Linked DNA regions of Mus musculus: regions 2, 3, 4, 5, 6 and 7 are each linked to region 1. Evidence: chromatin contacts called from public ChIA-PET, Hi-C and HiChIP or PLAC-seq data. All regions are on one chromosome and are shown on one strand. Each heading gives the region's core, a stretch centred on a gene start, on an enhancer-like site or on the middle of the called end of the contact. The rest is flanking DNA. Distances are from core to core; before and after follow the strand shown.

Region 1 (3,294 bases), core at 667-3,166:
AATGTTATCAGGGTACAGACCATCTTGAGCACAGGCTACCAGCAAAAGGGCTAAAGCTTACTAAACAATGTGCCTTCTATCACAGTATACACATCCTAAGTCCCGGCCTCACACAGCAAGCACAAGCAAGCTAAGGAAGAGGGGGTGCCTGTTTTCCATTTCCCCCCAAAATTCGATGTCTGTTACAGTGTGTACAGTATTAGGAATCGAAGCGGCGATACCTATTATTGATGTTCCAAAGAAATGGCGAAGACATTTATGAAGATCTTGTTAAACTTTAATCAACTGGCTAATTTAAAATCGCCAGTATGCTGATGAGCAGTGGGGACCTGATCGAAGCTCTCTGGGAGTTTAAAAGGCTCTGAAGGGGACCAGGAGCCAAGTCTGGCTAGTTGCCCAAATCCCAAATGCCTAAAGGAAACTACTAAGATCAATTTCAATCACGTCCCAGGGAGCAGCTTCTTTGAGGAGGAAAAATGGAGAGGGGGAGAGAAAGGCAGAGAGGATTGTGAACAATTAAGCCGGCATGGGGAGGTTTCAGCCAACACTTCGCTTTTCCTGGGTTTTAAAGCCTGGGAGGTTGTGAAACCGACGGAATTTATTTGATCTGCTAATTCACTTGGAGGAAAAAAAATACCCAGAAGGGTAGAGAGACGGCCACAGAATCATCGTTTTTAAAGACAATGGTGAAAGTGTTTGAGAATATTTTTGCCACTCACAGAATCCTATGACTTAGAAGGGGTAGGGGGTGTTTCTTTTATTCCGGTTGCCCCAAATTCTAGTTCCACTAAAATGCCGGAATTAGAGATTTTTCTTGCCCAAAGTAAGACCCGAAGCAACTAGGAATGGACTCATTGTCATATGACTGACAAGTCACTTGTGTGCAAACAGCACCCCCACACACACACACCCGCCGCGCAGTCAACAAGAAAAGCAGGTAAGAAAAACAAGGCAGGCATACGTGAATGATAAGAAATTATCCAGACGGAAAAGAAACTGCAAATGGCCTTGAATTCAAAAAGAACTACTGCGTTCCGCAAGCAAAATGTTAAGACTTTTAAATTTGGGACATACAAATATCAAAACAAAACCAAAATCCTTAAATCAAATCTTTTGGTAGTCAAGGCAAGCTCGTTCGTATGACAGGGTCCAGCTGTGGAGTTTGGAGCTGGTACAAACCCCAAACTTGTGCCAAGGGCTCAGGTCTGGATCGGTCAGAATAATTTGGGGTCCCCCCCCCCAGGTGTATGCTGCTCGTAAGCTCGGAATTAGCAAAACACGAAAAAAAAATGAAGAAATAAAAACGTAGTGGGAAGGAGAGCTCGCCTTCACACAAATGACAACTCTACTCCTCGCTCCCGAAGGCTCGCTCTACAGTGCCTTCATCATTCCAGGCAGCAGAAGGACATCTTAAGATCATTACTTTATATTTTTAATTAGGCAAATGCTAATCATCATTAAAAAGATGCACTTCCAAGCACACACCATCTTGCCTGCTCCTCCGCGCGACTCCCTCCTCGGCGTACCGGGCAGGTGAAAAAAAAAAAAAAATCCGTATTTACCTGTTGCCAATATTCCTCCAGGGACGGCAGAGCCGAGAAGTAGCCCGTTTCGTGCACAATCTGTAGTTCCTGGAAGATGCTACACATTGGGAGCACATCCATGTCGGGTTGGAAAAGACAGTCCTCGCTGTCGGGAAAACAGGGAGGTGAACGATCAGGAGTCCGAGCAGAAACTGTTCCCGGGAGCGCAGGTGAAAGTTTCATGCAAACTGGATGGCGCTGCAATCGGACGCCGGGTCCGGACCCTCCCGCAGCCCGCAGCGCGCCGAGCCCACGCAATATTTGCAAACAGCGGACTGACTGCAAGCGTAACCCCTGCAAAACTTCCCTATTCAAAGCTCCGCTGCCAGCCTCCCCCCTCCTCCCCCGCTTGGCTCCCCCCTTCTCCCCCCACGTGACCAGCTTGGAGCTCCGCCCCCCACGGTACCCAATCCTGCCGCTCCTGTACCCGGGGCTGCGCGACGATGATGTCAGCTCGCACCAATCGCCGGTGCGGACACACAGCGGCCCCGCCTGGCGTGACCGAGCCTCTTCATTAAAGGCCTCCTTATTGGTGCAATTCGAACTCGGCCTGCGCTGATTGGAAAGACGTCTCACAGGCTATTTTTAGCAGGGTATATAAGGCGAGGGCTACGGCGCACCGAAGGAGTCGGCGCTGGGAGGTGTACAGCCCAACGTTGCAGAAGTGCGGCCGGAGCGGCCGGAGCTGGGGGAGCCTAGCCGGGCAACCGGGCACCTGTCCCCGCCGCCCGGCTGCCCGGTTGCACCTTCTGATCCGGTCACACGGACCGGCACCCCCCAAAAAGACCAAAGATAGCAGACATATTCCCGATCCCCCTCATTTCCTCCCGCTGGGTTCCCGTGTTCCCGGATCCTTCCCTGACCCTCCATTCTCCTTGGTCCCTTGATTTCTCTCTTTGTTCGGAGTCCCCTCCATACTCAGAGATGCAGAGGTGCCCCGGGGTGGGCGCAAACGTGCCCGCAGGTTTCCCTGTGGCGATGGGACAATAAGACCGAACAGCAGGGGGACTTGGTACTCCAGAGTCACTGTGTGGTAGTTTCTGTCTAGGACGGAGGATGACAGGAGCCTGAGACCAAAATACCCCCACTTCTTACGCAGGCAGAGAGGGGGAAACGGTAGAGCATCTCAAAAGCCCCCTACCTGACCAGTGTGTCAAAAACACTCAGTTCTCAGGAATGAATTTTACCCACTCAAAAGTTGAAAATGCAGCTTTTAAGATCGCATCCGTGACCTGGCGCCATGGCCACACTGTACTTGGAGACCTGGACATTCACAGCTTAAAACTCCCCTTTTTCTTGTTGCACAGTTTTAATTCAAAGAAGATGCAGATTTTGCTGCTAATGGGGTTTAAATCTGTTTATCTCGTAGAAGGCAGTCTCGGAGATGTCTCACCAAGGTTAACAGGCTTTCCCATGGATGTGTAAACAATTCAAATTAGGTTGAAGATGACAATTTTTTTCATACAAATTATCTACCAAAGCACACCATGATATCTAAAAAAAAAAAAAAAAAAAACGAGCGACTAAAATTTTTGAATAAAAATCCAATTATAACAACTTCGAATATAATTTTTAATGAATAGTATCCTTTTAAAAGTTGTCAAGTACGTAAAATAAGCTGAGGGGAGTTTTTCTGTTTAATTTACGAAGTCTAGAAGAGAAGCATGTGCCAGAACCATAGGCTTGTCAGGTTTGTAGGCCTATGTATGGG
Region 2 (3,294 bases), core at 590-3,089, 480 kb before region 1:
AATGGATATTCGATACCTGCTTTCTTCAAATGCTTTCCTCTCTTCTCAAGCTGCTAGTCTTTTCTTAGTATTTTAGGTAAGTTTCTCATCCTTCACCATGGAACACAGGGCCCTTCAGGATGGGGTCCACACACTTCTTACTGACTCTCTTCCACTTCTCAGTCACTGTTTTCCCACACCGCATTTTAAAAAATGTCAAACAGCACTTTTTGAAACTGCAGTAAGTGACTGTGTCCCTCTTACTTTCTCCAGCATGTGCCCATTTTTGTCTTTGGTAGATCTTGGCAGGGTTTTGCCCACCTTGTATAAAAAGGTAGCCTGCCACAGCTATGTAACTATTGGGTGTTGGATAGTGCGCTCCTATCTCAAGATCCTGAAACAGTCGCAGAAGCACTAAAGAATTAAGGAGCACCAAAGGTCAGTCCTGCACTGGAGCAGAAAATGAAAATCTGGCCACCTTCTCTTCCACAATCTTGTTCCATTAATGGAAATCACCAGAAGCTCGGGAGTCCAGGAAGGCGATCACAGCACCCAGCTTCCTAAAGCACAGAACAGGGTGGAGAAGGTACTGGATTCATCTGCAGGTGATGCATACTTTGTCAGGTATGATTTCTGGAAACTCTGATGTTCCCTTAAGGTGGAGAAATGACTGCTCCAGGCTGTTCTACCACTACCACCCATAAAACTGCACCGTGCAACTGAATACTTTTTGATCTCCTCCATGGACACTTGATTGAGTGAAGTAAGGTACTGTATGAATCCCTGATTTGGGGGACTGGTGGTGTCATTTTAGCTGATGACAAAGGCAGGCAACCATGAGTTGAGGGTCACCATAGAGCTAGGCTGGAGGAACGCAGATATGTGAAGGTGGTGGTGGTGGTGGTGGGGATACTGGAGAAGCCTTTACTAGGAGTAGAAATTACAATTCAGTTCCAAAGGGAAGAAATTCTTTCCATTTGTTTAATTCTTCTTAAATTAAAAGAGTACATTTTTATTGCGTATATATTGGCACCATTTTCTTTAATTCCCCTTTCCCATTTCTTCTGTTTTTAAGAATAGATTGTGTTTTGAAATTTAAACTTATTTTTGATACGTTTAAAGGTATAGATAGTGCAACCTGATTTACTTGAGCACCCCTACCCTACCTCTTTGTTTCCTTTGCCTTGAGAAACGTCTTATTCTACACTGTATGGCTCAGGCTGGTCCTCAGCTTGCTCTATAACTCCAGATGGACTTGAAGCCACAGTAACCCTTCTATCTTAACCCTAGGCACTGGCTTTACCTGCATGAGTCACAAGGCCAGACAAGAAACTTTTTCTTTTTTGCTGACTCCTACTTTGGAGATCATGTGTATTAGATTTATGTATCTCATTATTCTTATTTAAAATCCATATGTAATACTTAAGTATCTAAAATTCTGGCTTCATAAGCATTCTTTATGAAGAGTTTCCCTATTGTTCCTCCCCATGTGAGTCTGAGATGGCATGTACTGTGATACCTTTATGGTACACACACACACACAATTTTCAAATGAGGACATTCATTACAATTCATTAAATTTGCTCATAAAATGAGCTTGATATCCCTCGGGCTAGGTCCATTAAATGAATCTATTTGGCTCAATTATGAATCAGTTTTTTTCTTATATTCAAAAGGCAGCTTCTATGAGTTACTGTGAGCAAAGAGGCCTCACAAGACAGATTCAGGAATGCAGCAGCCAAAACCCAGGGCCTGCACAGAAATTCCTGAATAAAAATATCACAGAGGGAGAGGGAGGACCATATGTCTGTCTGCTGGTGTTCTGTGCTTGGCACCGGCTGAGATCCCAAGGGCTGACTTGTGCAGGAGGTAATTATATCATGGCACATCGTGCTTAGAGGTGTTGACTGCAGAATCTGTGTGAGCTAGTGACACAGGCTCTTGCAGGTTGATCAGAGAAAATCTATTTTGCTATTACCCACTGAAAGATGTGAGACACTTTCATTATCTTTAAGAAGCTACAACTTGGATGATAAAAACTTAGATGCAAGGTGTTCTTCTATATTCCCTTTACTTCTAAAATTAAAAGCAGTCCCCCAACATGGCTCACTGTATTCATTCCGATTTCTATCTCTTCACTTCTTTTTAAATTTCCCGAGGTGGAGCATTATTGTTATGGTTACTGTAGACGAATTTTATAGCAATATCAAAATGATAATACATGTATAGTAGAGTATGTATCTCACGCTAGCCTTGAAAACACTATGTAGTTAAGGATGATTCTGAGTGTCGGGTCTTCCTATCTCCACCTCTTAAGTTGCATGGATCATATCAAGGCCATGTGCTACCACCTTCAGTTCATGTGAGACTGGAGACTGAACCCTGGGCTTCACAAATGGTAGGTGAACACTCTGAAAATTGAGCTACATGCCCAGCCCATACTGCTGGTGCTGGTACTACAAAATAATAATAAAATACATTTTTAAAAGTCACATGAAATTACAGTAGGAAGAATGCTTGTTCTCAGAATATATGGCACCAGCAGTGTCATTTCTATAACTTGTCTCCATTCAAAAGTACATCCCTGGCGCTGGTAGTTTTCTAACACTCAGTGGAAAATGTGCCCTTTGTCTCTCGCCAGGTGTGTCGCATTTCAGGTTATTTGCTCATCTGATTTCACAGCCTGGGGCTGCCAGCACAGCAGTGAAAAGCTGCCAGCACCCATCATGTGGCAAGAGCAGAGGGAGGAAGGAGCTGTTCACAAGTGACAGCTGAGAATGCCTGGAGGTCTTAGGGTGAGAGCACGTGACCCGCTTCATGGAAATTAACCAAAGAGAAAACCCAGAAAGAACAGCATGCAATTCGATGGGCAGGTATTCTGTCCCACAATATTGATTCTGAACATCATCTCCTGAGGATTCCTCGCTTAATTCCTGGTGGGCTTTGGAGACCCAGAACATGCTCTAAAATGATTTATAGTTACCTATAAAGTAAAAAATAATCTAATAAAAATACACTCCACTATCTCTTAATACTTTTAAATCTTCAGCAAATTTTAAATAGTGAAGGAAGGAGGTTATTGGAAGAATGGAAACTCATCACATCAGCTTGTCCCAATGAATTTTCATTTTTAAAATGTCCTTGCTTGAAATCATCTTTAAATATGTGTATATGTTTGTGTCTGCATGTATGTCTTGCCCATAGAGGCCAGAAGGAGTTGTATCCTTTGGAGCTGGAGTTATTAGGTGGTTTCAAGCTCAGCACCAAGGGTGCTGAGATTGAAATTTGCAACCTTGGCAAAAGCAAGTGCTCTAA
Region 3 (3,294 bases), core at 345-2,844, 450 kb after region 1:
TCGGGGGGGGGATTTTTTTATTTTAATCAGGTGTTTTTTTTTTTTTTCATTTGTTACAATGCTATTCCAAAAGTCAAATATACTTCTATTTCTTTAGGGGTTATGGGACTGTTTAGATGTTTATCTGATACTGATTTAACTTTGGTACCTGGTGTCTGTCTAGAAAATTATCCATTTCATCCAGATTTTCTATTTTGGTTGAGTATGGGTTTTTGTAGTAGGATCTGATAATTTTTTGAATTTCTTTGGTTTCTCTTGTTATGCCTCCATTTTCATTTCTGATTTTGTTAATTAGGATAGTGTCCCTGTGCCCTTTAGTTAGTCTGGCTAAGGGTTTATCTGTCTTGTTGATTTTCTCCAAGAACCAGCTCCTGGTTTGGTTGATTCTTTGTATAGTTCTTTTTGTTTCCACTTGGTTGATTTCAGCCCTGAGTTTGATTATTTCCTGCTGTCTACTCTTCTTGGTTGAATTTGCTCATGTGTCATGACCTCAACCTTTAATGATTTTAACACTTTGACTTACAATATAAAGTTAATTCCCAAATACCTACAATTTCTATATTATATAATTTATACATTGGTCAAAGAAAGTCACTTAAACATATCAAAATCATAGTAAAATGACTAGTTTTACTTTATTGGCAATTGGTGACTGCAACAGTTAATCCAGTCCTGAAATAATTTTTATAAACTCCTGCGTGTATGTGTCTGTCTCTGTGAGTGAAGGAATACTACTGACATAGTACGTTGGTTGAGATGAAACACCATCCTTGGATGTCATCATCTTTCAACTTTCTTTAGACAGACACTGCACACACTAGGTTACCTAGCTCATGAGCCTCCATAGATTCCCTTGTCTTCCACTCCCATCTCTCATTAGAAGGGCTGGTAATACACAGAAACATGCTTCTATTTCTAGCTTTGTGTGAATTTTGGAGATTTTTACTCAGATTTTAATCCCCCTGTGGCAGGTCCTTTTACCCACTGGGGTTTTCCCCTAGCCCTTTGAAATTATTTTCAATAACCATGAAGTAACATAAGATTGATAAATCAGGTTGAGAATAATCAGTGAAATCTCTGCTTATATCTTATTCCTTCTAATTCATACACACATTGTTTTACAGATATCCCTCCATTAGAGTCTCCTGATAGCTGTGCATTGTCCATGTTTCATAGGGGAGAAGAGGCCTCCAACCTATGTCCATCAGATATATTCTTGGCTATTCAACAAAATCTAGTAAAGCTATTCCCCAGGGGACAGTGAGTGCTGGTAGGGTCTCCTGCCAGAGATGTCTGTACTCACTCTGTTCTTGGGAGACACTGATTTACCTATAGGATTCTAGAAACTAGAATTTGAGAAAATATAAACTTCGTGCTGTGGAGTTAAAACTGTGCCAAGAGAACAATATACTGGTATGTATATGGAGCTTTTGTGAAACCTCCCTATAGAACAAATTAGCATGACAACTACTGAACTTCCTCTAAACCAAGTCCTTTTTAGGCAAGGAAACCAAAGTTCAGAAAGGTTGCTCCAGTCACTTCTGATCATACAGGCCAGTTGTGAAGTGAGAGGCTTTTTCAGTTCAATGTGCTTGTTATCACACAAGGGCAGGAAGTCGGTCATATATACGAAACCACTTTACTTTCCATCAGATGTGCTTTCTGCTTCTCTGAGATTCAGGTAAAAGGAATGAACCTTAATGTAGTAAGCACTTATTCACTAGCAAAATCATTTAGTGGCAACTACTGATCCTTTGAGGGAAAAAAAAAGTCATCACTGTGGTTACATCCACTCAACAGAAAGGTGCACTTGGACTGGGTGACAGGGGGATGTGTAGACCATCAGCTTCTGCAGGAAGTGCTTAATGCTGTTATTTACTAGGTTACAGTAGCACTCACATGAAACGAAGAATCTAAAGCTCATGAGAAATTTGCAGTGGCGTGCCTTGTAAAATGTGCTGGGAGCAACCTAAAGGAAAGAAAAGTTATTGAAAACTGGGAGTCCAGAAAGCAAGAGGAGTTCTTTTTTTGTTGAAAATAGATTTCCTATCCTGTCTTTTTTTTTCTGTTATTCCAAATGAATTTGCAAATTGCTCTTTCTAACTCTATTAACAATTGAGTTGGAATATTGATGGGGATTGCATTGAATCTGACGATTGCTTTTGGCAAGATGGCCATTTTACTATAATTAATCCTACCATTCCATGGGCATGGGACTGAGCAGAGACTGAGCAGACAGTGTTCAGAGCAGAGACTGAAGGAAAGGCCATCTAGAGACTGCCCCACATGGGGATACATCCTATATACAGACACTAAACCCAGACACTATCACAGATGCCAAGAAGTGTTTGCTGACAGGAACCTGATATAGCTGTCTCCTGAGAGACTCTGCCACAGCCTGACAAATACAGAGGCAAATGTTCATAGGCAACCATTGGACTGAGCACTGGGTCCCCAATGGAGGAGTTAAGAGATAAGGCTGAAGGAGCTGAAGGGGTTTGAAATGCCATCGAAAGAACAACAGTATCAACCAACCAGATTCCCCAGAGCTCCCAGGGACGAAACCACCAATCAAAGAGTACACATGGAGGGACCAATGGCTCCAACCTCATATATAGCAGAGCTTGGCCTTGTTGGGCATCAATGGGAGGAGAAGTCCTTGGTCCTATGAAGACTCTAAGCTTTAGTGTAGGGGAATGCCAGGGTAGGGAGGCGGGAGGGAGGGTGTGGGTTGGTGGGTGGGGAAGCACCCTCATATAAGTCAGGAGAGGAAGGATGGGATAGGGGATTTCTGGGGGGAGGGGGGGGCGACCAGGAAAGGGGCTAACATTTGAAATGTAAATAATGAAAATATATATATAAAAAAATAAAGCAAGAGGAGAGGATGGGGCTTGGCTCATAGCTCAGTAATAAAATGCTAGGCCCACAAGCATATGAGCTTCAGTGCAAACCCCAGTGCCAACTTAAAAACAAACAAACAAACAACACATAAGAAAACTAAGCATGTTTGCAATCTCTTGTAATTTTAGCACTGGTGAAGGTGAAACAGGGGAATTATGGGGGCTTTCTGGCTACCTGTCTAGATTATTCAGGCAGCCCCAAACCTCAGTAAGAAATATAAAATATGATCTTATTTCTCAAAACAATGCAGATCCCTCCTAAGCACTAATATCTGAGATTGACCTCCAACCCCATACACATAGATATACCCCCATGCCACACAAACATACATATCCACACATTCATTTGAAAACACACACACACACACACACACACACACACACACACACACAC
Region 4 (3,294 bases), core at 378-2,877, 390 kb after region 1:
ACCAGGAGGGGAGCAACAACTGGACTGTAAAAATATAAAATTAATAAAAACAAACAAACAAACAATCAAAACCAAAAGTATTTCCTTTAAAAGAGGATGTTTCTTTAAAAGAGATAATGTTTCCATTATTAGATAAATAATGTAATTCAATTTATTTGCCTGAAATATTCCCAATACAATTATATTACATTTTAGGATTGGTTGGTTGGTTGGTTGCTTTTCAGATTTAGCAGACCCTTAGAAAGGGACAAGCAAAACCCCAAACACCATCTTTTGAATATGTTTTATGCGAGGATTTCAAACTGTACATCTGATGATGTGATACTTTAATACAGTTCCCTATGCTGTGGAGACCCTAACCATAATTTTTTGTTGCTACTTCACAATTGTAATTTTGCTACTGTTATGAATCATAATGCAAATATCTGATATGCAGAATATCTAATATGTAACTCCAAAGGTGCTTTGACATGCAAGTTGAGAACCACGGTTCTAACTCTTTATCCAATAACTTTGTCAGTGGATAAAGAGATGAATAGTACAATTTTCCAAAGGAGGCAGCTAGCCAAATTAGAGACTGTAGACCTTTATGTTGTGCCTCACTTTGCTCTATTCTGTTTCTTTTGCCTTCCTTTCTCGTATGGCTCATTACTCTCTGATTATCCCAGTTTTAAGATATAATTAACAAGATTGAAAATAATAGTGTAGAAAAACAGTCGCTTTAATATGATTATGCCTGAGCACTATTAACTGAGTGCTTTAGCATTCCTAATTTCATAATTAATTTATCATGGAAAATATATATTGCTTCATGCTGACTAGATTACAGTCCCTGAGATAGGAGTGAAGTCTGAGAGAAACAGGCAGGGTGTCAGAGGGGACTTCTTTATACAAACTGGTTTGTATACTATAGATATATAGTTTTTAACTATTTAAAGATAGTCCAAAGATGGAAATCAATTAAAGCCTTTGCCCTAAAGAATGATGCACTTTGAGTCTGTAGGGGTCAAGGTCAAGTGTACTTCATGCTGAGCTCTGAACCTATGCTGCTTTTATCTTGAAGGTGAGTGGCTTGTGATAGGCTCAGGAAATGTGTCTGTCATGTTAGACTGTTTCTACCTGGCTACTGGCAACTCTACCTCCTCCTTCGAAATCTCTGCAGACTGCTTCTGATTTTTCCAATTCTCCCTTCTCAATATGCAAATGCATGTTTTGTTGGCATTGGTAGAGGCAATGTTGTCTTTAGCTTTTGAGAAAGGCCTACTATGTGGGAAACCCACACAATGAAGCAAGGAAAGAACCCTATTTTCACTCCAAACATGGACATTTGGGTGAAGCTTCTCTGTAGAAAAACATACAGTTCTTAACTGGCTGGGTTTTTTTTGTTGTTGTTGTTGTTGTTCTTGTTTGTTTTGTTTTTTTGTTTTGCATTTTTTTATTGTTTCTTGTTTCTATCTAGACATTTAATTGAATTGCAGTGGCACACACCTAAATACAGTAGTCAGCTCAGATTTTGCTTGCTTGAAATTTATTTCCTTTTTTTTTTGTCAATTTGACAGAGCTAGTGGGACTGATTCTGAGAAGAGATAATCTGGGATGCCTCTAGTGCTTTTTGGGTATGGGCCCAGTATTGTTAGAACAGATTCCAAGAAAGAGATATCTACAAGGGACATGATACATGGTTACTAACTGAGAAAAAGGATATTTATTGCATGTTGAAATATGGCAGAAGATGAGTTCTGTGGAGAACCTCTGAAATATGGCTTAAAAGTGTTTGTTGTAGAGGCCAGATGCTTGTGAGAAACCAGAGACACTGAGAGTAAAGGAGAGATTTGCTTGTAAAGTCCTTCTGCAGATCCTGTACATTATTGACATAGGCAAGACTTTACCTGAGTTTGATCTTGGTAGGGAAAAAAAATCTCATGTTCCACAATATCAACCAACCAGACCCCCCAGAGTTTTCAGGGACTCAACCACTAACCAGAATACACATGGAGAGACCCATGGCTCCAGCTGCATTTGTAGCAGAGGATGGTCTTATCGGGCATCAAAGGGAGGAGAGGCTCTTGGCCCTGTGAAGGCTTGATGCACCAGTGTAGGGAAATGCCAGGGCAGTGAGGTGAGTGGGGGAGCACCCTCATAGAAGCAGGGAGAGGGGGTGTGGGATAGGGAGTTTCCAGAGGGGAAACTGGGAAAGGGGATGACATCTGGAATGTGAATAAATAAAACACCCAATAAAAAATTAAAAATCAGAAAAAAGAAAAATTTCATTTCTAATGGCAGGTTCCTCGATGAAAAGGACACAGACAAGGTCTGTGGTAGGTTAAGCCTGCATACTGAGCAACACAGCAAAGGAAGGAACGAAAGGGAGTCTTGTGCAGTGCTTGGGCCTTCTCTTTTATTTTATTTGCAAATGCCTCTCCTAAAAATATCATCTTCAGATTTATATAAACATTTCAAAAGCTAAAATTGTTTTACTGCAACAGACATGCATATAGTGATAGTTATGAATAAAGATAATAAAGGTTAGAAATACCATTCTCCATGGCTCGGGCTAACATTACCGACTCTGATTATTTTTAGGACACCTTTATGCATCCTGTTCTTAAAGTAAATAGAAAACAACAGTTTTATCAGGCTCCTGTCAACAAGCTCCTGTTGGCATCAATTAAGTTTGTATGAGGTTTCCTAAGAATAAATCTTTTGTTTAATATATAAAAAAAGAAGAGAAGAGAAAAAAATGAATACAGAGTAACTGTCATTTTGTATTCTGTGAGCAGTACACAGGACACTGGCGTCTTCCTGTGGTTTTGTATTGTTTATGTAGAATAATGTTTATGAGGAGGTTGTGTATGTGTCCATAATGAGAGTGAAGACATGACATGGCAGCAGAAGTAGGGTGGTGCACATTTCATGGACACACAGGAAGCAAGCATGGGGTAGAACAAGTGAGGCACGGATGTAAACACTGAAGCTCCACAACATGTGGCTACTATAAATGCTACACGCTCCAGCAAGGTTACATTTCCTAAAGGTTCTATAGCCTCCCCCAATCTGGGAACCCAGTGCTCAAACATATGATCCTTTTTCTTCATATGATATATCTTCTTCAATATTAAACCTCCACTATAATGAAAACTAATTCAAGATCAAGGACTCTAGATAACCATAGAAACTCACAACCACTCATCCTGTGAGGTGTCAGGTTTCCCTCTGGCACTTATAATAAACAGTCAAGTCCCTGGGATTATTTTAAACATAGATGTAAGTTAAGGACTATCAATTATCTTGTGG
Region 5 (3,294 bases), core at 367-2,866, 380 kb before region 1:
CAAGGAGCTAAAGGGAACTGCAAGCCTATAGGTGGAACAACAATATGAACTAACCAGTACCCCGGAGCTCTTGTCTCTAGCTGCATATGTATCAAAAGATGGCCTAGTTGGCCATCACTGCAAAGAGAGGCCCATTGGACTTGTAAACTTTATATGCCCCAGTACAGGGGAACGCCAGGGCCAAAAAGGGGGAGTGGGTGGGTAGGGGATTGGGGGGGTGGGTATGGGGGACCTTTGGGATAGCATTGAAAATGTAAATGAGGAAAATACCTAATTTAAAAAAAAATTCTCTGTGATGTCTGCGGTGGGTAGTAAGAGAATGGAAGGCATTATAGCTTCTACAAGCTACACTTCCTCAGCTCAGCCAACAGTTGCATTTAGTTTTCAACATATGATTAAACATAGTCACATTTTGAGGATCTGAACTTTGGGAGACATCTCAGTTTGGAAGACCCAAACCTCTAATCCTCCATTCTTCATTTATCAAGGGGTACATCACTGTTTTAACACACTGAGGTTTGGCAGTTCAATTTTGTTCAGGAATAAAGCATTGATGGATGAGAAAGCTACTTCCCCTCCTGGTGAGATGAATATTCCATCTTTTTATCACAGTTAACAGAGTTCATCTGCATCCAGATTTCAGGTCTGGTCTCTAGAAATGAAGGAGGTAGCTTGCATCTCTTCTGCAGAGAGTTAATTATGTCCTGATGGTGCCCAGATGCCCAGTACCCACTGCATGCCTACTGTAGTGCTGTAGATTTACAGCTTGCCTGCCCTTAAAAACCACACCTATCATTGGCTTTCAAGATTGTGGGAGAGAACACTGTCAACATTTCATCACTTAGCAAGAGAAGAAGGATGACTCTATGTCGTATACATTTTGTCCTTTTGTAGCTCTTGCATAACTGTGCCTTACTCAAGGAATATGTGGACTTAAGGACTGACCACACAGCTAAGTTGGTCTTCCAGTTATCCGAGTAGTTAGAGCCCCTGGGAGCTTCTTGTTCTTCTGGAATGTTCTCCTGATTCACAGGGCAAATCAGACCTGATTATGAGAGTTGGCCCTATTCTATAAGCATGACTGTAGAAGATTTGCCCGTAAAAGTACAGGTATGCAGTGACATCCAACCTGGAAATACAATAAAATTAACAGCAATGTACTTTCCCCAATGCTCTCATTTTCATAATGAAAGTTTTCCTGGTCAGAGCTGAACTAGGACATAACAGAGAGGTTATTTATTTATGTACTTATTTATTTTGCTATTTTCTGTTTCCACACAATGATTAATAAAAAGAAGCAGGAAACGTGGCAGTTTCCTGCAAGACTAGGCTACTTTTCTCAGAAGCATGGTATCTTCTGGAATTTAGGGAGAAATTTATGTAGAAATAGGCAGCGAGGTGCATTAGAAGGAAACTTGAGATACCATCTTAACATCGTAACATTCAGTCACTACTAGTAATTCTAGCCATTTAAAACTTTGGGGTTAGACTCTGGTCTTCCTTACCAGAGACGCTGGAATGTTCTCCTAAGCCACAAAGTGAACAAGACCTCTGTACCTGTTTGTTGAGTGACTCATGGGCGGTAGCTGATACGCTAAAGGATGTAGGAAAAGGGTCGGGATGCAAAGGTATGTGGGCTGGCTTCCTGCTCAGCAGGAGTAACAGTACGGACTCTCCTGCACAGCATCTAAGGGATGCTCAATGTACAGTGTAATACCCTAACAGCTTCCAGCAGCTGAAAGGCTGTGCTTCGGGTTGTGTAAGTTCAGAAACACAAAATCTAGCATAATGGTCATTTTCTGACGTCTCCTCCGGATCCTCTTCTTCTTTCTTCTTCCCCCTCCTCTTCTTAAATGCTTTTTTCCATAGAATATATTTTGACCATGTTTTCCCTTCCAGAAACTCCTCCCAGATCCTCCCTACCTACCCAGCAGCCAATACCCATGCTCTCAAAAATATACCTCAAATCTCAGGAAAGACATCAGAATTATTCTGATATTCAATGCCTCTACTACAGTATGAAGCTCAGTTCCACTGATAGTTACCTTTCCAACTTCTTGTCAACCACAACTGACCTTCATTTTTTGAGTGCCTTGTATTAGTAAATTTTTTTGTTTGAAATGTATTTGTTTGTTTTCTCAGTAATGTGATCATAGACTACTTAAAGCAACAGGTTGATTTTATGAAAAACAACAGCAAGACAACCTAACCCATTGATGAATGGGTTAATCATTCAGACATTTCTTAATAGAATTACTTTCTAGTAAGTCTCACATCTTCCTTGAATTTTGTGGAGTGCCTGGTCAGATACTCCCAATGGACTGAAAACACAGCACTGTAGCTTCGGCAACAAAATAGTAGCATGAACTAGGTCCCATCTCTTCAGAAACATTGAATATGGTAGTACAGGATGGTATTGATGTGCATACATCACTAGAGAAACATGATGATTTACAAAGAGCTCTTTTTTTTTTTTTTTTTTTTTCAATATGGAGCAGAAGGCATTATTCCCATATTTGTGGTTTGAGTGGCAGGACCAAGGATATAACTATTCAGCCATAATGTAAGTTTTTTCAAAGGGCATCACTCAAGTAAGTATTTTTGGGGGATGTGAGGGGGGGAACCATGCACACATCATGAAATGTGCACTGGAAGTCAGAAGTGACCTTTTACTTTGATTAAGGCAGCGCTTCCTGTCACTGTCAGCTGTGTAGGTCAGGGTATCAGAAAGCCTGTTAGCCTTTGGGGATTTCCCTGACCTCAACTTCCATCTCACAGTTGGAGTACTGGAATTGCAATCATGCTCTACCAAGCCTACCCTTACCTAGGTTCTTGGGATAGAACTCATGTCCTCAGGATTGTATGTCAAAAATACACCCAGTCACTTTCTTAGCTCCAGTTAGGTTTTGTACATTTCTTCTACTGCTCATTTCTTGAGAATGTAAGTCAGAAGTGGAAATACCAAGGTAAAACCCGAGTTAGAGTAAACTGTGTTCCCAGCTATCATCTCTACATAATTATCTATTTTATAATCCAAAAGATTCTTTAAACTGCCAGTGAGTATATTCTCAGTAGCTTGCTGGGCAAAAAAAAAAAAAATGTTCTTTTCAAGAGTATCTTGTCTACAGTCTTGGCTATTATAACTGCCTTACGCTATAATCATCTCTATAGAACAACATCAGGGGACTAAAGCAGTTGTCTATTCTAAATGCCTGAAAGTGAAAGCTCAAAGCAAAGCTAGACTTGACAGGAGTTCAAGCATTACAGCAACAGGTATTCATATCAGCTTTGCTT
Region 6 (3,294 bases), core at 343-2,842, 370 kb after region 1:
TGCATGTTTATATTTAACACATACATATATATGAATTTCCATATTTCACATATAAACACTTTATATATTTTTAACATATATAATAATGTACACACATTTAAATAAATATGTGCACATACATAGAGACACACATATACACACATACACACACAAACACACACATCATATTTGCACATACATAAATACATACAAACATACTTACACATACACACACACACATACACACAAATACAGACACATACACAGATAAACCTACACATATATACATATACGAACACACATACACACATGCACACATACACATACAAACACAAACAAACACACATATATTATACTTACACACAAACATACACATACACAGGTATATGTAAACATATGCACACACAAACACACATACACACATTCACACACACATATACATACATATATATGTGCACATATATACACAAAACCACACTCATACGCACAGATACATACACAAACACACACACATATAGAAACATATACACATATGCACACACAAACACACACATATATACCAACATACACACACAAATACACACACGCAAACACAATTATACACACACAAATACACTCATTCAGACAGATATACATACAGAAACACACACACAAACACAATTAGACACACACACACACCTCCTCAGCATTTCCTAACACTTTCACTGTCACTATTGCTATCCAAGGCATCTGAAGCCCTATGTTAGGCACCAGAAAACACCCCCATTTGGTTTCTGTACTTCAGTCTCACTCTACTGGTCAGAGCCATTTTAACTTCTGAGACAGAAGTTAAATAACTCCAGCTCCATGTTAAAAGTGCTGCACTCCTCTTTCATGGGAGACTCATTGTTTTACTTAATGCCCTGCATGATCTCAGCACTATTTTCTTTCTCTGTATTTCCCTGCCTTCTTCTGATCTTGCTTTGCAGCAGGTGCACTGTGGTCCTGGTACCTTATGGCATTCTTCACTGGTTTCTTGTGTTATCTACTCTGCATTAATCCCAAACAGTGCTCTCTGGTCTGCTCCAGCCTCCATACTAGCAGAGCAAATTCTCTGATAAAAGGTATACGTAATCCAAAGTGGCTAACTTTCCTCTTAGCACCTATCTATATCTCTGCTCAGTTTTCTCTTTTTGCTGAATCATCATCTGATGTATCAAGTGTGTGTTTACCTCTTTCACTCTCATATTCCTCATGCTAGACAGAAAGCTTCATGAGGCCATGGTAGAGTGCCTTTGTCTTTACTTCATTTCTGTTATTTTTTGACACAAAATCATCCATTGAATATGTTACTTATGTGACAACAACAAAACACATAAAAGGAACATGGCCATAACATAGTTACTCACATTTTAATGTATTTTCATCTTTGTTCATGAACAACATCTTTTTATAATCATCTTTTATTGTTCAATTTTCCTATTTTGAATGTTATATTGCCTTTGTAAAATGAACTGGGGAAGTCTTTTATCTTTTTTCCCCTAAGGCCTGAAATAATTTAACTTTGAACAGCTCTCTTTCTTAAAGGTTATATAAAATGCATGTTACATAAACCTCAGCTGGGTGGCCATCTGTTCCCACTGCCTTTTTCAATGATAGATCTTTAAGCATCTTTTTCTAAACTCTTTTATGGTAACTGGTGTATTTAAGTTTCCCCTTTCTTCTTGGGTGAATTTTGGCAATCCATATTTTTCTGGGAAATAATCCATTTCCTCTAGACTTTCAAATGTCTCGTCAGAAAGTTTTGTATATATTTTTATGACTGCCTCAATCACTTCAAAATTTATGCTTTTTTTCTGTTTCTTTCAATCTCGAATCATGTTTTAAAAATCATTTCTCTCTTTTTCTTGAATGAGCTAACACATCATTAGTACTCTACTGTTAAATTTAATTTTATTTATGATGACCACCATGGAGAACAAAGTATGTGGATAAAGAAACCAGAACAATACGCAGTCTGTTGGTGAATTTATGAAATGCTATGTCTGAAGAGGAAAACAGTATTATTGGGTCTTAAAAATTTGAAAAAAGAACTACCATATGATCCAGAAATTTCAGTTCTGAGAATGTACAGTCTCTGAGAGATATCTTTATACCTGTGTTGATAGTATAATTACTCATAGCAATTAAAACATGGAGGAAACCCAATACTTAAATAGTAATAAACAAATAAGCAAACCATGTGGCACACATAGAGAATGGAAAGTTGTTTAGCTAGATTGAGGTAATTCTGATGCTTGATACAATATGTATCAACTTTGAGAACATTATGTTGAGTAAAACAAGCCAGTAATAAATCAACAAATATTATTTTATTCACTTATGAGATACCTCCAGTAGTCATATATGTAGAAAATAGGATGGTGGTTACCAAGAACTAAAAATAGAAGATACAGACATGTCTGAAGATGACATGTCTTCAGTTTTAAAAAATTGAAAAGTTATAGAGACAGATGTTGCTGATCATGTAGCAGATTGCCAATATGATAAGTATCACCGAGTCATATATTTTTCAATGGATTGAATGCTGAATTTAATGTGGGTTTTATTTTTAATAAAACATTCATAAACATATTAAACTGATACAAAATTGTGTTTCCCTTTAAAGATATTAGTTTTGCTGCACAATAATTTCAGCCATGTTTATCAGTTTATAATCATTATTTGCTTTTCATTGGAATTATTTCCTATATATTTTTTGTTTGTATATAATTTTATTAGGTATTTTCTTCATTTACATTTCCAATGCTATCCCAAAAGTCCCCCATACCCTCCAGCACCCCACTGCCCTACCCACCCACTCCTACTTTTGGCCGTGGCATTCCCCTGTACTGAGGCATATGAAGTTTACAAGACGAATGGGCTTCTCTTTCCAATGATGGCTGACTAGGCCATCTTCTGATACATATGCAACTAGAGACATGAGCTCTGGGAGGTACTGGTTAGTTCATATTATTGTTCCACCTATAGGGTTACAGACCCCTTAGTTCGTTGGGTACTATCTCTAACTCCTCCATTGGGGGCCCTATGATCCATCCAATGGCTGACTGTGAGCATCCACTTCTGTGTTTGCTAGGCCCCGGCATAGCCTTGCAAGAGACAGCTATATCAGGGTCCTTTCAGCAAAATCTTGCTAGTGTATGCAATGGTGTCAGCGTTTGGAGGCTGATTATGGGATGGATCCCTTGGTATGGCAGTCTCTAGATGGTCCATCCTTACATCTCAGCTCCAAACTTTGTCTCTGTAACTCCTTCCATGGGTGTTTTGTTCTCAATT
Region 7 (3,294 bases), core at 384-2,883, 350 kb before region 1:
TTTCCACTCTTCTGCCTTGCTTAAGCTCAATTTAAAAAGAAATTATTTATTATTTTAAACTCTGTGTCTGTATGTCTGTATGTGTGTGTGTATGTGTGTGTGTGTGTGTATATGTATGTGTGTGTGTGTGTGTGTGTGTGTGTGTGTGTGTGTGCAGTATAGGTTCCCATGGATAGTAGAAGTGAGAAACATCCGGAGTTAGAGTTACAGGTGGTTGTGAGGAAGTTACCTGACATGGAAACCACATGTGGTTCTTCTACAAGAGCAGCAACTGCTCCTAACTACTTAGCCATCTCTCCAGCTCCTATAGTTAAATTTTTATTTTCGTATTTTTTTCAAGTGTTGAGATGAAGGACCTTGCACATACTAGGAAAATATCTAAGTACTGAGCTACACCATAAGTTAGCTACATAAGTGAGTAAGATCAGGTGACATTGGGTTTTATAAAAAGAAATTTGTATATCTTTTCCTCGAGTGTTCTGTGTCAATCTGGAGGCAATTCTGTCTAGATTTTACTGTCATGTTTATGCAACCTCAAAAATATGCAAACTAAATAGAAATTGTTTCATGATGAATCTCTCATAATGGCACACAGGGTCTTTTGTTGCTCTCTTTCTCCTCCACTGTACATCCACATTAAAGAAAGAATGCTGAAATTTCAACCAAAGAGCCTCTTGTGCTTTCCTGGTTAGACACCATGCTGTCTTTAAAGCATGCATTTTCCGTTTCCTGAAAGCAGCCTTTGGGATGGCTGCAGGTCTTAGTCCAAGCCTGCTCTGGGTCATGGTCACATTATCTTCTTGCTTCTTCCCTTTGACTGCAGGGCAATCTTGGAGGGTGGCCCAGGTTCTGCTTATGTATAAGCAATGCATGTAATGTGGATGCACTGAGAAATGGATGAAGGGGTTTCTAAGCTGCTTATTTTTCTTTTTTCCTGGGAGGCAGTTTTATGAGATGATGTTAGGATTTGTTTGCTTTCAGTCCCAGCAGCCATTTACTTAAAACAAGTCTTAGAAGTAAAAACAACCTCCAAGAGGCAACAGAGTATGTCAAAAAATTAATAAGGTCACAAAAAGAGTATTGTAAACAAAATGTGCACGGGAGATAATGGGTTTGGGCACAAGACAGAAAGAGATCTAGGGCCAAAGGAAGTAAAGTACTCAGTAACTTCACAGTTGTCACATTGGGCAATCATTTACTGAACTATATCTCTTTTACATACTAAAATTGAAAGTGAAAATGTTTTATAATGTGAAGTGAACATACTCATTTTCTGTGTAATGACTTACCTTTTGTAGCTTGAAACTACAAGGAATCTACTGCAAGATAGTTTCAGAGGTGATGGACCTGCCACGGGTCTCACTAAGCCAAAATTAAGATGGCAGTGGGCTACAGGTTTGTTTTTAGACTTCTATGCTTTCTTTGTTTTCTAGAAACTGTGAAGGGCATGCATTCCTTGGCTTCTGGCTCCTTCCTCCATCCTCAAAGCTAGCAACAATGACTTGAGTTCACATATTGTCACTCTGTGACCTCCTGCTCATTCTTACCAATGAGCATTTACAGATTCCTGTGCTGATATTTTGTCTGTGCAGATAGTGAGTAATTCAGTCATCTCGTGCTGTGGTCCAGGCCTTGTGTGGGATGATATTTTGTCTGTGCAGATAGTGAGTAATTCAGTCATCTCGTGCTGTGGTTCAGGCCTTGAGTGTCCACCAAAAGACCATGAGATGCTTGCTTGGAAAGTGGTGGAAGTTTTAGGAGGTGAGTCCTACAGAAAAGACGTGAAATCACTGGGGCCATGGGCCCCCAATACACTACTGCCCAAGCTTCTGCCTGTCTCCTTTCAGTTTCCTTGACTTCCTGGGGTGAGCCGCTTTCCTCTAACATGCCCTACCTACCAAGATGCCCTTTCTTACCACTGCCCCAAAGTAACAGGACTAAGGACTCAAGGATTGAATCCATGAGCTCAAAAAAACTTTTCAGTTTTTTGTTAGTGATCACAGGTATTTCCTTACAGCGATGGAAAACCAGCATTATTTTTATTTTCAACTCCCTATCTCACTTCTATCTACAAAGGTCCTTTTGTTATGCAATATAAACTTGTCATACATGCGTGGGATTATGACATAGACATCACTGGGGACATTTATCTGGCTGCAATAAATACACAGAGAAATACTTGTTTCTACTTCTTTAAATTGGAACTATAAAATATGCAGCTTCTAGGAAAAGAGCAGGAAAAATAATTCAATACAAACCTAGTAAATTTGTTCAGCATTTGATACTGCACATTCTCTTTGGAAATCTGTCCCTGGAGAGGGCTATATATGTGTTCAGGCTGTTCATCTCAGTGCCTTTAGCATCACCAGGAAGAAGGTAAAATAATTCAAATGGCTTCCAACAGTATATTGGTTAATAAATAATCCACAGCACATTTCTTTAATATCAATCCTTTATTGCTGTACCAAGAGTCACTCCCAACATCTAACATCATGAACAGCTGACATTCCATCTGATGTTGGAGGTGAGAATCCTCGAGCCTTATCAGCAGTATTTTGCCTTCTCTCCCCTGTATTGTTGCAATTCTGAATGTCATCCTAAAGGTCACTTTTGTTGGAATTGGCTAATGAGGTCTCTCCTTCAGACACATGACAAGTGAATGCAGCTGGTAGTTAGGGCGCCATGGAATCATTCTGCAGGTGTTTGGGAATCTCCTTAGGAATTTCCTCAGAATGAGTGGAGGGAGACGGACCTTTGCTTCATCATAGTCACCTTGCCATGAAGCTCTACTAACACATCTTATAAGGCACATCCCTTCCCTTCTAACAGAGTATACTCTACTGTACTGAATGTGTGTGTGTGTGTGTGCTTATCACATACATAATTGCAATTGTTACTCTTCTCCCAGTATTGAGATCCACTATAAATGAGGTTTCTGTATTCTGAAACGAAGAAGCAGTAAGACTTATTTGGGCTTTTTTTTTTTTTTTTTTTTTTTTTTTTTTTTTTTTTTTTTTTGCTATACCAAGCTATTTATTTTTCCTTAACATTTGTAAAACCTATTTGGCTTAAAGAAACATTGTCAGTTGTCTCTAGAGTACATAAATCTGTACATTGAGCAGGGTTTGAATACTGTGGAATGCCCTGTTCTTGTGACAGATCATAAGGATGCTAGATAATCCATATTGAGCAAAACATTATTGAAAAATTCAGAGCCAAACCACAAAATGATGGAATCATACCAGGTTTGAGCTGGTAAATCCCTTAGAGATGATCTAGTCTAACCACCTAATT

The links. A called contact is a pair of places that touch in the nucleus more often than the background predicts. ChIA-PET counts read pairs in DNA pulled down with a chosen protein or histone mark. HiChIP or PLAC-seq counts read pairs in DNA pulled down with a chosen protein or histone mark.
Region 2: an H3K4me3 HiChIP or PLAC-seq map of forebrain shows a contact between it and region 1, with 7 times the contacts expected there. The contact joins the enhancer-like site here to the promoter of Klf6 in region 1. A contact is called at or near these places in 3 of 39 promoter capture datasets (the 3T3-L1 cell line, hippocampal neurons and liver), 7 of 484 Hi-C or Micro-C datasets (cerebral cortex, cortical neurons, forebrain and 1 more) and 9 of 115 datasets of contacts at active chromatin or transcription factors (CD8 T cells, VIP interneurons, bone marrow-derived macrophages and 5 more).
Region 3: a contact with region 1 is called in an RNA polymerase II ChIA-PET map of memory CD8 T cells, with 227 read pairs. The contact joins the enhancer-like site here to the promoter of Klf6 in region 1. A contact is called at or near these places in 10 of 39 promoter capture datasets (the 3T3-L1 cell line, 3T3-L1-derived adipocytes, embryonic stem cells and 5 more), 3 of 15 datasets of contacts at CTCF or cohesin (the NIH/3T3 cell line, large pre-B cells and pro-B cells), 5 of 484 Hi-C or Micro-C datasets (CD4 T cells, adipose-derived mesenchymal stem cells, embryonic fibroblasts and 2 more), 19 of 115 datasets of contacts at active chromatin or transcription factors (the 230-238 cell line, CD8 T cells, the NIH/3T3 cell line and 14 more) and 3 of 9 other capture datasets (adipose tissue, embryonic stem cells and macrophages).
Region 4: a Hi-C map of cortical neurons shows a contact between it and region 1, with 4 times the contacts expected there. The contact joins the enhancer-like site here to the promoter of Klf6 in region 1. A contact is called at or near these places in 6 of 39 promoter capture datasets (the C10 cell line, HPC-7-derived erythroid cells, embryonic stem cells and 3 more), 1 of 484 Hi-C or Micro-C datasets (cortical neurons), 5 of 115 datasets of contacts at active chromatin or transcription factors (the 230-238 cell line, bone marrow-derived macrophages, large pre-B cells and 2 more) and 1 of 9 other capture datasets (pancreatic islet).
Region 5: a FOXA1 HiChIP or PLAC-seq map of pancreatic cancer cells shows a contact between it and region 1. The contact joins the enhancer-like site here to the promoter of Klf6 in region 1. A contact is called at or near these places in 7 of 39 promoter capture datasets (3T3-L1-derived adipocytes, HPC-7-derived erythroid cells, cranial neural crest and 3 more), 9 of 484 Hi-C or Micro-C datasets (the BV-2 cell line, ECoMG-derived neutrophils, the N1E-115 cell line and 5 more), 18 of 115 datasets of contacts at active chromatin or transcription factors (the 230-238 cell line, SST interneurons, bone marrow-derived dendritic cells and 13 more) and 1 of 9 other capture datasets (adipose tissue).
Region 6: a Hi-C map of cortical neurons shows a contact between it and region 1, with 2.2 times the contacts expected there. The contact joins the enhancer-like site here to the promoter of Klf6 in region 1. A contact is called at or near these places in 5 of 39 promoter capture datasets (the 3T3-L1 cell line, frontonasal cranial neural crest, hippocampal neurons and 1 more), 5 of 484 Hi-C or Micro-C datasets (cerebral cortex, cortical neurons and forebrain), 8 of 115 datasets of contacts at active chromatin or transcription factors (the 230-238 cell line, acute myeloid leukemia, bone marrow-derived macrophages and 4 more) and 1 of 9 other capture datasets (pancreatic islet).
Region 7: an H3K4me3 HiChIP or PLAC-seq map of intestinal villus epithelium shows a contact between it and region 1, with 7 times the contacts expected there. The contact joins the enhancer-like site here to the promoter of Klf6 in region 1. A contact is called at or near these places in 9 of 39 promoter capture datasets (the 3T3-L1 cell line, 3T3-L1-derived adipocytes, HPC-7-derived erythroid cells and 5 more), 1 of 484 Hi-C or Micro-C datasets (Th2 cells), 12 of 115 datasets of contacts at active chromatin or transcription factors (the 230-238 cell line, CD8 T cells, Th17 cells and 8 more) and 1 of 9 other capture datasets (adipose tissue).

Annotation. Positions count from the first base shown.
Region 1 is chr13:5,860,111-5,863,404 of GRCm38.p6, reverse strand. Klf6 (Kruppel-like factor 6) reads right to left here and starts at 1,916. Exons shown (of 4, transcript NM_011803.2): 1 at 1,563-1,916. The coding sequence starts at 1,766.
Region 2 is chr13:6,339,791-6,343,084 of GRCm38.p6, reverse strand. No RefSeq gene overlaps it. Among named protein-coding and RNA genes, the nearest start is that of Gm35671, 34 kb to the right of the region's middle. Within about 2 kb of position 1,839, at least 22 of the 459 cell types and tissues checked have an H3K27ac peak or open chromatin away from gene starts, as enhancers often do. A contact at or near this core is called in VIP interneurons, cortical neurons and forebrain, where this site is marked.
Region 3 is chr13:5,406,926-5,410,219 of GRCm38.p6, reverse strand. No RefSeq gene overlaps it. Among named protein-coding and RNA genes, the nearest start is that of Gm40660, 47 kb to the left of the region's middle. Within about 2 kb of position 1,594, at least 19 of the 459 cell types and tissues checked have an H3K27ac peak or open chromatin away from gene starts, as enhancers often do. A contact at or near this core is called in CD8 T cells, effector CD8 T cells, memory CD8 T cells and 1 more, where this site is marked.
Region 4 is chr13:5,474,629-5,477,922 of GRCm38.p6, reverse strand. No RefSeq gene overlaps it. Among named protein-coding and RNA genes, the nearest start is that of Gm40660, 21 kb to the right of the region's middle. Within about 2 kb of position 1,627, at least 1 of the 459 cell types and tissues checked has an H3K27ac peak or open chromatin away from gene starts, as enhancers often do. A contact at or near this core is called in cortical neurons, where this site is marked.
Region 5 is chr13:6,235,018-6,238,311 of GRCm38.p6, reverse strand. No RefSeq gene overlaps it. Among named protein-coding and RNA genes, the nearest start is that of Gm35615, 53 kb to the left of the region's middle. Within about 2 kb of position 1,616, at least 15 of the 459 cell types and tissues checked have an H3K27ac peak or open chromatin away from gene starts, as enhancers often do. A contact at or near this core is called in pancreatic cancer cells, where this site is marked.
Region 6 is chr13:5,490,774-5,494,067 of GRCm38.p6, reverse strand. No RefSeq gene overlaps it. Among named protein-coding and RNA genes, the nearest start is that of Gm40660, 37 kb to the right of the region's middle. Within about 2 kb of position 1,592, at least 7 of the 459 cell types and tissues checked have an H3K27ac peak or open chromatin away from gene starts, as enhancers often do. A contact at or near this core is called in cortical neurons, where this site is marked.
Region 7 is chr13:6,210,655-6,213,948 of GRCm38.p6, reverse strand. No RefSeq gene overlaps it. Among named protein-coding and RNA genes, the nearest start is that of Gm35615, 77 kb to the left of the region's middle. Within about 2 kb of position 1,633, at least 13 of the 459 cell types and tissues checked have an H3K27ac peak or open chromatin away from gene starts, as enhancers often do. A contact at or near this core is called in CD8 T cells, Th17 cells, Th2 cells and 1 more, where this site is marked.